Linked DNA regions of Sus scrofa: regions 2 and 3 are each linked to region 1. The links are chromatin contacts, called in public HiChIP or PLAC-seq maps. All regions are on one chromosome and are shown on one strand. The core of a region is the stretch at or near the end of the contact, and the rest is flanking DNA. Distances in the headings are between cores, read along the strand shown. Region 1 holds the start of RNPS1 (RNA-binding protein with serine-rich domain 1). Region 2 holds the start of TBC1D24 (TBC1 domain family member 24). Region 3 holds the start of CCNF (cyclin-F).

Evidence for each region. HiChIP or PLAC-seq counts read pairs in DNA pulled down with a chosen protein or histone mark.
Region 2: an H3K27ac HiChIP or PLAC-seq map of alveolar macrophages shows a contact between it and region 1. The contact joins the promoter of TBC1D24 here to the promoter of RNPS1 in region 1. A contact is called at or near these places in 2 of 47 Hi-C or Micro-C datasets (embryonic fibroblasts and liver) and 2 of 2 datasets of contacts at active chromatin or transcription factors (alveolar macrophages and skeletal muscle).
Region 3: an H3K27ac HiChIP or PLAC-seq map of alveolar macrophages shows a contact between it and region 1. The contact joins the promoter of CCNF here to the promoter of RNPS1 in region 1. A contact is called at or near these places in 2 of 5 promoter capture datasets (fetal liver and fetal skeletal muscle) and 1 of 2 datasets of contacts at active chromatin or transcription factors (alveolar macrophages).

Annotation. Positions count from the first base shown.
Region 1 is chr3:39,737,245-39,740,792 of Sscrofa11.1, forward strand. RNPS1 (RNA-binding protein with serine-rich domain 1) reads left to right here and starts at 1,814. Exons shown (of 8, transcript XM_003481099.4): 1 at 1,814-2,513. LOC110259946 (a long non-coding RNA gene) reads right to left here and starts at 1,036. Exons shown (of 2, transcript XR_002342443.1): 1 at 1-1,036.
Region 2 is chr3:39,570,297-39,573,844 of Sscrofa11.1, forward strand. It overlaps TBC1D24 (TBC1 domain family member 24), which reads right to left and starts at 2,021. Exons shown (of 10, transcript XM_021086761.1): 1 at 943-2,021. NTN3 (netrin-3) reads right to left here. Exons shown (of 7, transcript XM_021086754.1): 2 at 3,488-3,548; 3 at 3,248-3,397; 4 at 3,054-3,104; 5 at 2,852-2,926; 6 at 2,365-2,583; 7 at 2,134-2,362. The coding sequence ends at 2,235.
Region 3 is chr3:39,601,068-39,604,615 of Sscrofa11.1, forward strand. It overlaps CCNF (cyclin-F), which reads right to left and starts at 2,021. Exons shown (of 17, transcript XM_003124740.6): 1 at 1,912-2,021; 2 at 695-849. The coding sequence starts at 1,927.

The DNA.
Region 1 (3,548 bases), core at 564-3,063:
ATCGACTTGGCCCAGGATGTGTGGGACTCTGACCCGCTGCCATGGGCTCCTCATTGACTCCCCGCACGGCAGGCAGGGCCCAGCAAGACCACGACATCCCCAACACCGACCCCCTGGGCCCCTTAACTGCTTGTTGCAGGGCCAGGGCTGCGGCTCTGTTACAATTATACCACCACCTGGCCTGGCCAATGTGACCATGATGCCGAGGTCATATACCTTCTCTAAATGGCCCCCACTCCCCAAATCTAAATCCAGAGGGAGAACCACAACCCGGACTGACTCCGCCTGCCAAGCCCCCTCCCAGGAGTGTGCAGAGGCCTCAGCAGAGAGGCCTCCAAAGGGAGGCTGCCCCTGCCTGTCTTTTGTCCCCGACTCCTCAGACACCCCTCAACCCAGGATGAGGTATCAAAGGCACCGTCCAGGTGCCCATCTCTGGCCCATCTCCGCACCACAGTGGTTCCTTTCCCCGGAACACACCCTGGATCTGCTCTCTTCTCTTCCCTGCTGAGTCTACCTGTTCCACCTGTTCTGAGACAGGGGTGCACCTTCCTCCCCTCCTTCCAATAAGGAAGGAAGCAGGTACACAGCAGTCAACAAACCCTGCAAGCCCTGGCCCTCTCAGAGCCGGGTTTTACTCCAACAGCCTCCTGCCTGGTCCTGGGCCTCTAAACCTCACCCTCTTGCCGTTGCCAGGAGGCTCTGGCAATGCCTCCCCGCCTGCGCCGTCCACCAGCCCCGGGATGAAGCCTTGGCGCCTTATCTTGCACACCTTCCAAGTTCCCCCCAAATGCTAAACTCCACCTTCCTAGCCCCGGCTTCTGCCAGCAAGCCTCTGCGCCTTTGCACCTGCTCTTCTCTCGGCTGAGGGCACCCTTCCACTTGGGTCTCAGCTGCAGTGTCACCTCCGCAGAGGCGCCTTGACTTCTGCACCTAGTCTTCTCTTTTTATTTTATTTTATTTTATTTTTTGTCTTTTTGCCATTTCTTGGGTCTCTCTCGCTGCATATGTTGGTTCCCAGGCTAGAGGTAGCCGCCGGCCTACGCCAGAGCCACTGCAATGCAGGATCCGACCTGCGCCTGCGACCTACACCACAGCTCACGGCAACACCGGATCCTTAACCCACTGAGCAAGGTCAGGGATCGAACCCACAACCTCATGCTTCCTAGTCAGATTGGTTAACCACTGAGCCACAATGGGAACTCCTTCTTTTTTAAATTTTTAATGTATTTATTTATTGTCTTTTTAGGGCCGCATGTGCGGTATTTGGAGGTTCCCAGGTCAGGGAGCGAATCGGAGCTGCAGCTGCCAGCCTACGACACAGCCACAGCAACACCAGATCCCAGCCGCGTCTGCGACCTTACATCACAGCTCATAGGCAACGCCGGATCCTTAATCCACTAATTAAGGCCAGGGATCTAACCGGCGTCCTTATGGACTGTAGTCAGACTTGTTTCCCCTGAACCACGACGGGGACTCCTGCACCTCGTCTTCTACCCTGTCTTTTGCTGCCCGTCCTTTCTGACGGCACTACCCCGTCTTACCCACCCGGCCGAGTTCCGCTGGAGTAAAAGCTGCGTCTGCCTGGCCACTCCCTGAGAGGCTTCTAACCGCACGAACCCTCTGCCCGGCCGGTCCCCACGGCGGTCGGCTAGAGGCCGCGGCACCTGCGCACTCCTCCCCCAACCCCGCCGCCCGAAACTCCGGGTCTCAGGCCCAGCGCCCACGGACCGCACCAAGCCCGCGGCGAGCCTAGGACGCAGGCGCACGGAGAGGGGCAGGGCCGCCTTAACCCGCCCCGCGCCGGCCCGCGAGCTACCACGCAGCACGGCCCTCCCAGCCCCAGCAAGCTGCCAGTTTGCCCGCCCTATGCGCCGCGCAGCCAGCCCCTGGCGGCCCAAGACGCCCCTCCCGAGAGGGGAACCAAAGTACGCGCTCCAACGCGGGGTGCTACACACGACCTTGGCTCTTTAACATTCTCCTTGCTCGCGCTCATTGGCTGAGGCGCTCTACGTCATCGCTGCGCGCCGGACGACGGCGCCTTCCCGCTCCCTAATCCTGACGCCAGAGCGGCGCCGGCCTCGGCGGCTGAGGAAAGCGGGAGGAGGTCTCGGCGGCGGGAAGATGTAAGTTGCGGGAATCCGACCCCATCCGAGCTTCGGGGGCCGCTCGCCAAGGTCGGCGGGGTGCATCGTGAAGCCGGCCCTCTCCCCGGCCCCGCGGTGGCAACGGCGGCCTAGCGGCGCGGTGTAGTTCTTAAGAAGAAAGAGTGGCCAGAGGAGAGCTGAGTAGGAGGCGCCGAGGCCGCGGCCCGGAAGTGGTCGGGGCTGCGGCGGGCGGAAGGGCGCCCTCGCTTCGTCTTCTCTGCGGCGGGCCCAGGGAGGCCCGCGGAATTCGGAGCAGCCGGGAACTCGGCCTCCACCCTCAGGGTCCTCTCGCCGGGCAGGAGACCCAGGCCCGCAACGTCAGGCCCTGCCCTGGAAGCTCTCGCGGCCCGGCGCCTGGAGTGGGGAGTTGTGAGTCTACGCGGACAGGGGGCGGCGAGGTCGCGTTGGGCCCGGGGCCGGTGGGTGCAGAGTTGCTTTGTGGGGTGCCCTGGGTGACCGTCTGACCTTCCTTTTGAAGATCTTGCTTTAAACATGGAATCCACGAACATTTGTCGGACTCCTGTGTGCCGTTCTCGGTGCCCATCTTTGGGGATATGGCCCTTAATGCCTTGGAGCTCTGTTTCCCGGCTTGCCCCAGGAGGGAGGGTACGGGAAGGTTAAATATCAGTGGAGAAGAGATGTGGCTTTTTGCCTTTGTAATTTCGCATGAATATGCCTAAAACGTACTGTTCAGCGGGGAAGGGGCTCTGAAGATACGACCTGAAACGGTAGCTACTCGAGATTTAACTAGTTGTTCTCTCCTCTCTCTGGCTGTTGGACTGCGCAACTTTCCGGAGGATGGGGGAGGTAACCAGAGTCCTGTGCTGTTACCTGAACTTGTGTAAACAGAGAACGTCAACCATTGCTTTCTACCACCTAGGCCTCGCCCAGCGAAGCGTTTACGTACTCTGTGGTTCTTAACTTTCCAGAGTTTTAAGAATAACTTGCTAGATTTTTATTTACAAAGTACATTAGGGCAGATCTTTAGGCCTGGGGTGGGGCCCAGCAATCTGCACTCTGTCATCTGTTCAGTAAGGTTGGTTCAGTAATTGGCCACGTGTGGATATTAGGCACTTGAAACATACCCAGCCCAAAGGGGGGTGTTTAAAAGACTTGGTATGGGGAGGCGTAGATATTTTGTTAACACACTTGGATACTGATTGGTGAAAAGATAATATTTGGGGTATAGGGTGTCAGATAAATACATTACTAAAAGTTAACTACATCTGTTTCTTTTGTACTTTTTGCAAACGTGCCTGTTAGCAAAATGTTAGGGTACTCTTTCTGTTGGACCAGACTGCTCTTGGTGATCCTCTCTTGAGCATTCAGAGGTTGTGTGCGACTTTTATTTAGAGTCAGGAGTTTTTATGGGGAAAGAGCCTCCAGCGCCTTTCTTCTGAAATT
Region 2 (3,548 bases), core at 771-3,270, 170 kb before region 1:
CAGCCACATCCACTAGCAGGCCTGTGCATTCCAGGCACACGCTAACCCAACAACCTGTGCCTCTTAGACAACCTCTGGCCTTTACTGTCAGCTCAGCAAGTGTTCAACCAGGAAGCCCACCATCCATCTTTTCCCTTACTGAGTGAAGTCACAAGGCCACCAGCACCCTTGCCGCGACGGGACCTTGACCAGGTGCAGCCTGTCCCTGACCTCCAGCGGTGCTTACTCAAGGCTCAGAGAGCTCAGCGCCCAGGGCCCTGTGGAAATGCTTCTGTTCCCTGGCACTGTGTCCGTTCCAAAGGGGGCACGCACCACACCAGGCTCACACGGCTGGATAGATACCTAGGCAGGCGGGCCGGCTGTCATCCTGGAGCCAGCGGAGGGCCGGGGCGGGCGCTGCTGCAGGTCTTCGAAGGCAGAATGTTATCAGAGAATCTGTTGCAAGTGTTGAGTCCAGAAGCGGATTTCCTTCCCCGCAGAGACGGAAAGCGCCCCAAGGAAGGAGTGACACAGAGACAGCTCTTTCCGACCGCCGCCACGCCCGGAGCCGGTCGGCGCGCGGACACAGCCTGGTGGGGGGCGCTGGCTCTGCCCCCGGGGGGATGTCCGGCGGGGCGGGGTCGAGATCAGCCCCGGCCCCACGTCCCGCCCAGGCCGGCGCTCGGTCCGCGGGGAGCTGGCAACGCCAGGCAGACGGCTTCGGGCCCCGGATGCGCGGGCCCCAGACCCCGGACCCGCGCGCCGGCCGCCCCGCCGCGCGCCGGGTCTCGGACAGAGGCCCCGCAGCCAGGCCCCCACGTCCCCTCCCTCAGCACACCGGGGCCGCGATGACAGCCCCCCACCCGGCCCCGCCGCCCCCGCGGTCTCCGCGCCGGGCCGTCTCGCTTCCGCCCGCCCGGCCGCGCGCCCACCTCCGCCCACCCGCGCCGGCCGCGCACCCACCTCCGCCCGCCGCGCCGCTTTCTCCTCAGCTTGCCGAGAGATCGAGCGCCCGCCTTTCTGCGCACGCGCGCACGCGGCCCCGCCCCAGCCGAGACGCGCCGCCAGCTGCCCACCCGGGGCGCCCGCTGGTCTCCGCTGCATCGGGCTCTGGGCATGCGCGCTGACGCCCCGCGGCAAGGCGGCAGGAGCATGCGCCAGCTGTGCGTGGGTCCCAGTGCGAGGAATGCGAGTACGCGCGCTGCCCCCCGCCCGCGGGCGCGAGAGAGTGGACGGGGGCGGGGGGGCTGACCCGCTTAGCAGCCGGCGAGGCGGGAGGCATCTGGGGAGTCTGCAGGGCTGCCCGCGGGAGCCGCTGTCGCTCCGGATCACGCGTAGACTTAGGGACGCGCGTCCGCTTGGGCACGTCGTCCGATCCGGAGCGGGCGAAAGGTGCAGGGGGTCCTCGGGGAGGGACGTGAGAGGCTGAGAGAGACAGCCAGATGGAGACAAGGGACAGGGACACAACAGGCCAAAAAAGAGGTAGAGTCGCAGCAGGGACAGGGACACGGACTCCCAGCAGGCAGAGGTGACAAGCGGGTCAGACGGGAACCAGAGGCCACCATCCTCGTTGGGGGAGGAGTTACAGCGCCCTCTGCTTATCCTCAGAGAGGGTGGGAGAGCCAGTGTCACCGAGCCCCGTGGGGGTCCAGAGGCGTCTGTCGTGGCCACAGTGCCTCTTGGGGAGTCAGAGCGCTCTTTGGCGGAACACAGTCCGTGGAATCACAGCAGCCCTTAGGGTGTTCTCGCTTTCTGTGGGTCCTGGCATCACAAAGGGGTACGTAAATGTTGGGGGTGTCACTTTTAGGAAGGTGGGACTTCTGAGGGACCACGACATCCCAGGGTGGGGTTGGTAAGGCAGCCCTTGGAGTGTTCGCAGAGCCTCTAAGTTCCGGCCCACAGGGGGTTCACGGCCCTCTGGGGGTATCCTTGTGTCCCTTGGAAGCCGCAGGTAGCTCGGGGTGGGGGGGGCGGGCAAGGAGTCGTCTTAATGACAGCTGCCCAAGCAGGCCTCGAAGCCGCTCTTAGGGGCTAGCACATCCCTCTTTGTTGGGACGGGGGTGTCGTTGCGTCTGTCACACTCCTGGGCAGAAGCTCAAGGCACCGAGGGAGGCGCGGGGCAAGGTCGGGGGCTGGTGGGGCAGATGGAGATTCGCGCGACACAAGCAATGACTCCTCGGTAGGCGGATACACTGCAAGAACGTGCGCCTTGATGTGTGGGAACCGCCCCGCCGGCCCCCACCCGGCCAGTGGGGTCAGGCCGTCCCGCAGCGCCCCCGCCGTTCGCGCCGCTGAAGCCTCCGGAGGCGCCGCGTCCACGCATCCCGCCAGGGCAGCACGAGGCTTCCGCGGGCGGCACTGAGACCGGGCCCCCGGCCCCCGGGCCCCCGACTGCGGCCCCCGGCCCGCCCCCCAGCAGCAGGTAGTGGCGGCCCGGCAGTAGGCGCGGGCAGCCGCAGGCTGCGTCCCGAGCCGGCACCCACAGGGCGCTGCTCCCGCGCCGCGCGCGCTCCTCGCCGCTCCGGAACACGGCGAGCACGGCCACCGGGAAGCGTGTCCAGGAGCCGCGCGCCTCGCCGCGCGCGCCCACAGCCACCTGCACCGCTGCGAGGGAGGTGAAAGGGGCGGGGTCAGGCGAAGCGGGGCGGGGCCGGGCCGCGCAGAGGAGCACCCGGCGCGGCGCCCGCGAGGGTCGGAGGGGGTGGCGGAGAAGCACCGAGAGGCCAAGGGGGCTGACGGGGCGGGGGCCGGAGACAGCGGAGGATCTGAGGGGTGGGGGATGGCCTCGGGACCCAGCGAGGGTCAGGACGCCCCACAAGGAAAGTAGGGCAAGGTGAGGAGGCTGGGGGCAGGAGGCCTGCGGGCGGCCTACCATAGTCCTTCCTGCAGAACTTCTTCAGGCTGATGCGGTAGCTACCACGGGCGGGTTTGCAGTGCAAGTCACAGTCTGGGAGGAGGGTGCGGGAGGAGGTTGGCACAGATGCCCATCTCTTTCCCTCACCCTCTCTTCCTCCCCTCCTGGAATCCATAGCCCCCTCCCCGCATGGACCTGCCCCTCTGGGACCTCCACTCACCTTGGGGCTCCACGGGGTTGCTCTCCTCAGTCGGTCCAGGGACAGGGGTCTCTGTGGGGGATGGGATAATGGCCTGCATTTGAGCGGGCCGGGGGCGGGGGTGGGGTCTGCAGGACCCAGGGGACAGGCAGACAGCAGCATGGAGCTGGGGGTGCCCTGGGCTGAGGTGTTCTAAGCAGGGCAGTGCCACTCACTAACGCAGGGTGCTACTGGAGAGCGGCTCTGCTGGAAGCCAGGGGCACAGCGGTTGCAGGTAAGGCCAGTGACGCCGTCCTTGCAGGGACACTGGCCTGTGGTCTGGTTGCAGGTTTTGCCAGCAGCACCAACAGGGTGACAGTCACAGGCTGAGGATAGAAGTGGGATGGTCAGAAGCCCATCTGGGGATGTGGAAAAGTGGAGGGCGAGGGTGTGTGGGTGGCTGATGGCAGGCTCACCCCTGCAAGCACGGCGGTCACTCAGGGCACGGCCCGGGTCTCGATAGAAGCCCTCCCGGCA
Region 3 (3,548 bases), core at 771-3,270, 140 kb before region 1:
AATTTGCTGTACGCCTTTGCTTAAGACATTCTAAGTGAGGCTGCAGTTCCAGTACCTGCAAAAGAACTCCCAGAGTCCCTTTCCGTGCTGAATGTTACACAGGATCTGCTTTCAAGACGATACTGTTTTCTTTTTATTTATTTTATTATTATTTTTTTTGTCTTTTTGCCTTTTCTAGGGCCGATTCCCGAGGCATATAGAAGTTCCCAGGCTAGGGGTTTAATTGGAGCTGTAGCCACCGGCCTGCACCACAGCCACTGCAACGTGGGATCCAAGCCTTGTCTGCGACCTACACCACAGCTCACGGCAATGTCGGATCCCTAACCCACTGAGCAAGGCCAGGGATCGGACCCACAACCTCATGGTTCCTTGTTGGATTCGTTAACCACTGTACCAGGACGGGAACTCCTGTTTTCTTTTTAGTACTATTTTATTTATTACAGGAATGCCAGTTTTACTGCCTTAACAGAGTACTTCTCTGTTAAAACAAACCCTGCAATGAGCAGCCTCAGACCCTGTCCTACGTGTTAGCTTTCAGCAATCAGAAACAACCTCGAGCATCTACCACCAATATCAGCACTGTTTCCTCTGCCCTCACGTGCAGCCCAAGTTTTGTTCTGACATTTAAGACACAAAGGCTTCACGGTATAATCAGCAGTGCCAGGGCTCCCACCATTTTCCTCTGACAACTTACAGCTCGCACGGCGAGGATGTCACCGACGGAGAGCCATTTCAGGATGTGAAAGAGCACGTCTTCAGGGAGACTCAAGATGGACAGATTTCGGGGTCTCCTCCTTATTCTTCGCTTTGCAGGATAGCAGAAACACTTGGCACACCTGCAGTGGATCACTTAAGAAAAACAATCCGATGGTCTAAGTGATGTGTTGGATAGGAGTTGTGCTGATGTGAAAAGTGACATCAGAATGTGATTCAACAGTTACTGTCCTCTGCCCCAGGAAAGGAACCAGCCATATTTACCGTCCCAAACAGAGACTAAGAAACCGAGAGCAGCAGTGTTACAGAAGACCACCATCATTCATTCAAACATTCCATAAACCTCTGGTGAGTAGTAACCCGGTAACTGGGCTTTGGGGTAACTTCTGATCCAGAGCCCATAGGACAACCAGGAAGAGGAAAAGGATGACCCGGCATTTCACTCAGGAAAGACCCCACCCCTGCTATCTCTTTGCTTCTATTGCACACATGACAAAGTGCATAATTTTAATAGGATCCGCGGGCCTGAACAGTCTGGTTTCCAAACTAGGAGGGTCTGCCCTGCAGAGAAGCTAAGGGTGGACTTGAAGACCAGGCCAGTCCAGCTCCGCGGATTTCAGAGCTGCCCAGCCAGTCTCAGAGCCTGATGTCCCCGCAGCGGGTCCTTGCAACTTCATCTCCAGCAACTCCCTCACTCTAAGCAGACGACCTAGAAGCTCTCAGGGAGGAGGAGCCCATCACCTACGAGTCCCGTCCGTCCCGTCCCGTCCCGTCCGTCCCGCCGGGAGGCGGCTGCTCGCCCACCTGCACCACTCCCTCCACAGGACTTCCTCCTGCCCGTTCCCCTCGCTCCTAAACTGGGTCTTCAAGCCATCAGCAATTAACGGGCTGCGAACGCCAAACGAAGACGCAGGGCGTCCAACCCCCAGATTTTGCCATTTTTTTTCATTCCCTTGCTCTAGGACAGCCAAGGTAATCACCACTGAAACTTTAGCGGTGATTACAGCCCTCGACAGGTGGCAGGCCCCGCGCGCGGCTTTCACGCGGAGCAGGGCGCCGCTGGGCATTTAAACCGCGCGCCGGGCGGGTGCCGTCTGGACGACGCGCACCCCGGACCGAAGGGCTCGGGCCGGACCTGCTCAGTCTCGAGGCCGCACCGCCGCCGCCCGCGCCCCGCGCCCGGCGCCCCGCGCTCACCCCCTCCGCTCCCCATAGCCGTCGCTGCCGTCGCCTTCGCCGCTGTCGCCGCCGCCGCCGCCGTCGCCGCCCGCGGGCCCAGTGCGCACCGCCCCACGCAGGCGCAAACCCGCCCCGCCGCCCGCCCGAGTTTTCAAACGCGCCCGGCACTCCCATTGGCCGGCCCGGGGGGGTGGTGCGCGCCACAGCTCCGCCAGGCCCCGCCCCTACCCCGCCCCCACGGCCCCAGGCGCCCGCGATTGGCCGTACCAGGACGCGAATTCGAACGCTGACTGTTGATTGGCGGAGTGTGCGCGGCCGCCCCGCCTCCCTGGCCCGGGCTGGGGTCCCCGAGGAGCTCGCTCTCGACCCTGTGAGCCCTGTCTGTTCTGGGATTGGACCTTGCTGCTGACTTGTTGGCAGAGGTCCGAGCGACCCGAGCCCACGGCGCACCGTGGGTTGTCAGTGAAAGTCTGAGCGGACCCGACGCGCCGCAGAGCCCGGGGTCTCGCGGAGGGCGCCGCACGGCGCAGCTGGGACCCGGACCTGGTTTCTGCTTGTGAGAACTCGGGCGACCCCACCCGCAGGCAGCACCTCACGGAGGCTGCTCCTGACCTTTCCGGCCCGCGCCCGAAAGCCGCACACCCTGCTTCCCACCGTTGCTTCAGGCGAAGAGACCCTGTTTCGGTGGCCCAGCCACGGCTGGCGTAGATCGTGATGCAGAAAGTGTAATTCAAAGACCTGGGGCTCGAAATCTTCATTGACTCAAGCCAGCACGTTTGCCTCTTTCTTCCCTTGAAGTGTGGCTCACCCTGGACCCCTCCTCCATCCCAGGGGAGCGCTCACCTTCTCGCTCGGACTAGATACACTGACCCCTGTCAGTCCCCAGTGTCTCCTGGAGTCACCTGGGAGACCTTCCTAAAACAGACGTGCACGCTTACAGTGCCTTGCTGGCTGCCGCAGCCACAGCTGAGCTGTCCGTTCACTCAGGTATTAGGCAGTGTCCACCCACCCAGTCTTTCAGGAACCAGCTCACATCCCACCTCTTTCATGAGACATTCTGACCAGGAAAGAAATGCAGTCTCCTGGGAGCAGTGTTTGAAAGTGGCTCTTCCTAGAAAAGCTGGGGAATCCGGGTCAATGCTCTCATCCCCTCTTCGCCACAGCCCTGTCCCTCCACCCCTTAGGCTCATGGAACCCCTTCAGGGTAGTTGGTCTGTGCTCAGCAGCTGGGCACACACAGAGGAGCCTCCGTGTTGTCAAGGCTCCATGCCAGTCTGGAGCAGGAGATGGAGATGTCTGCCGTGATCACAAGTGAGATATGAGGCCCTGGGAGCTGGGGGTGGAAGGGGCAGGGGCGGTGTAAGACCAGCTGGTAGAGCAGAGCAAACTTGGGGCCTGCTCCCCAGAGGCCAGAGGACAGGAAACTCCACAGGACCCCTGAGGTTTTTAGCTGTCTCTGTTGCCACTGGTTACTGTTTCCCAGTTTGGTACTTTGTGTCCCACCGTACCCTCTTACTTTGTTACTGGTCTCCCCAGGGCAGAGGTGCACTCGTTCAGCACTGTGCAGGGACTAAAGCTGGTCTCCCCAGCCAGGGAGCAAAGAGCCAGTCACTGCTCTCACTCCGCTGCCCTGCTGCGTCTGTGGAGTCCTCGTG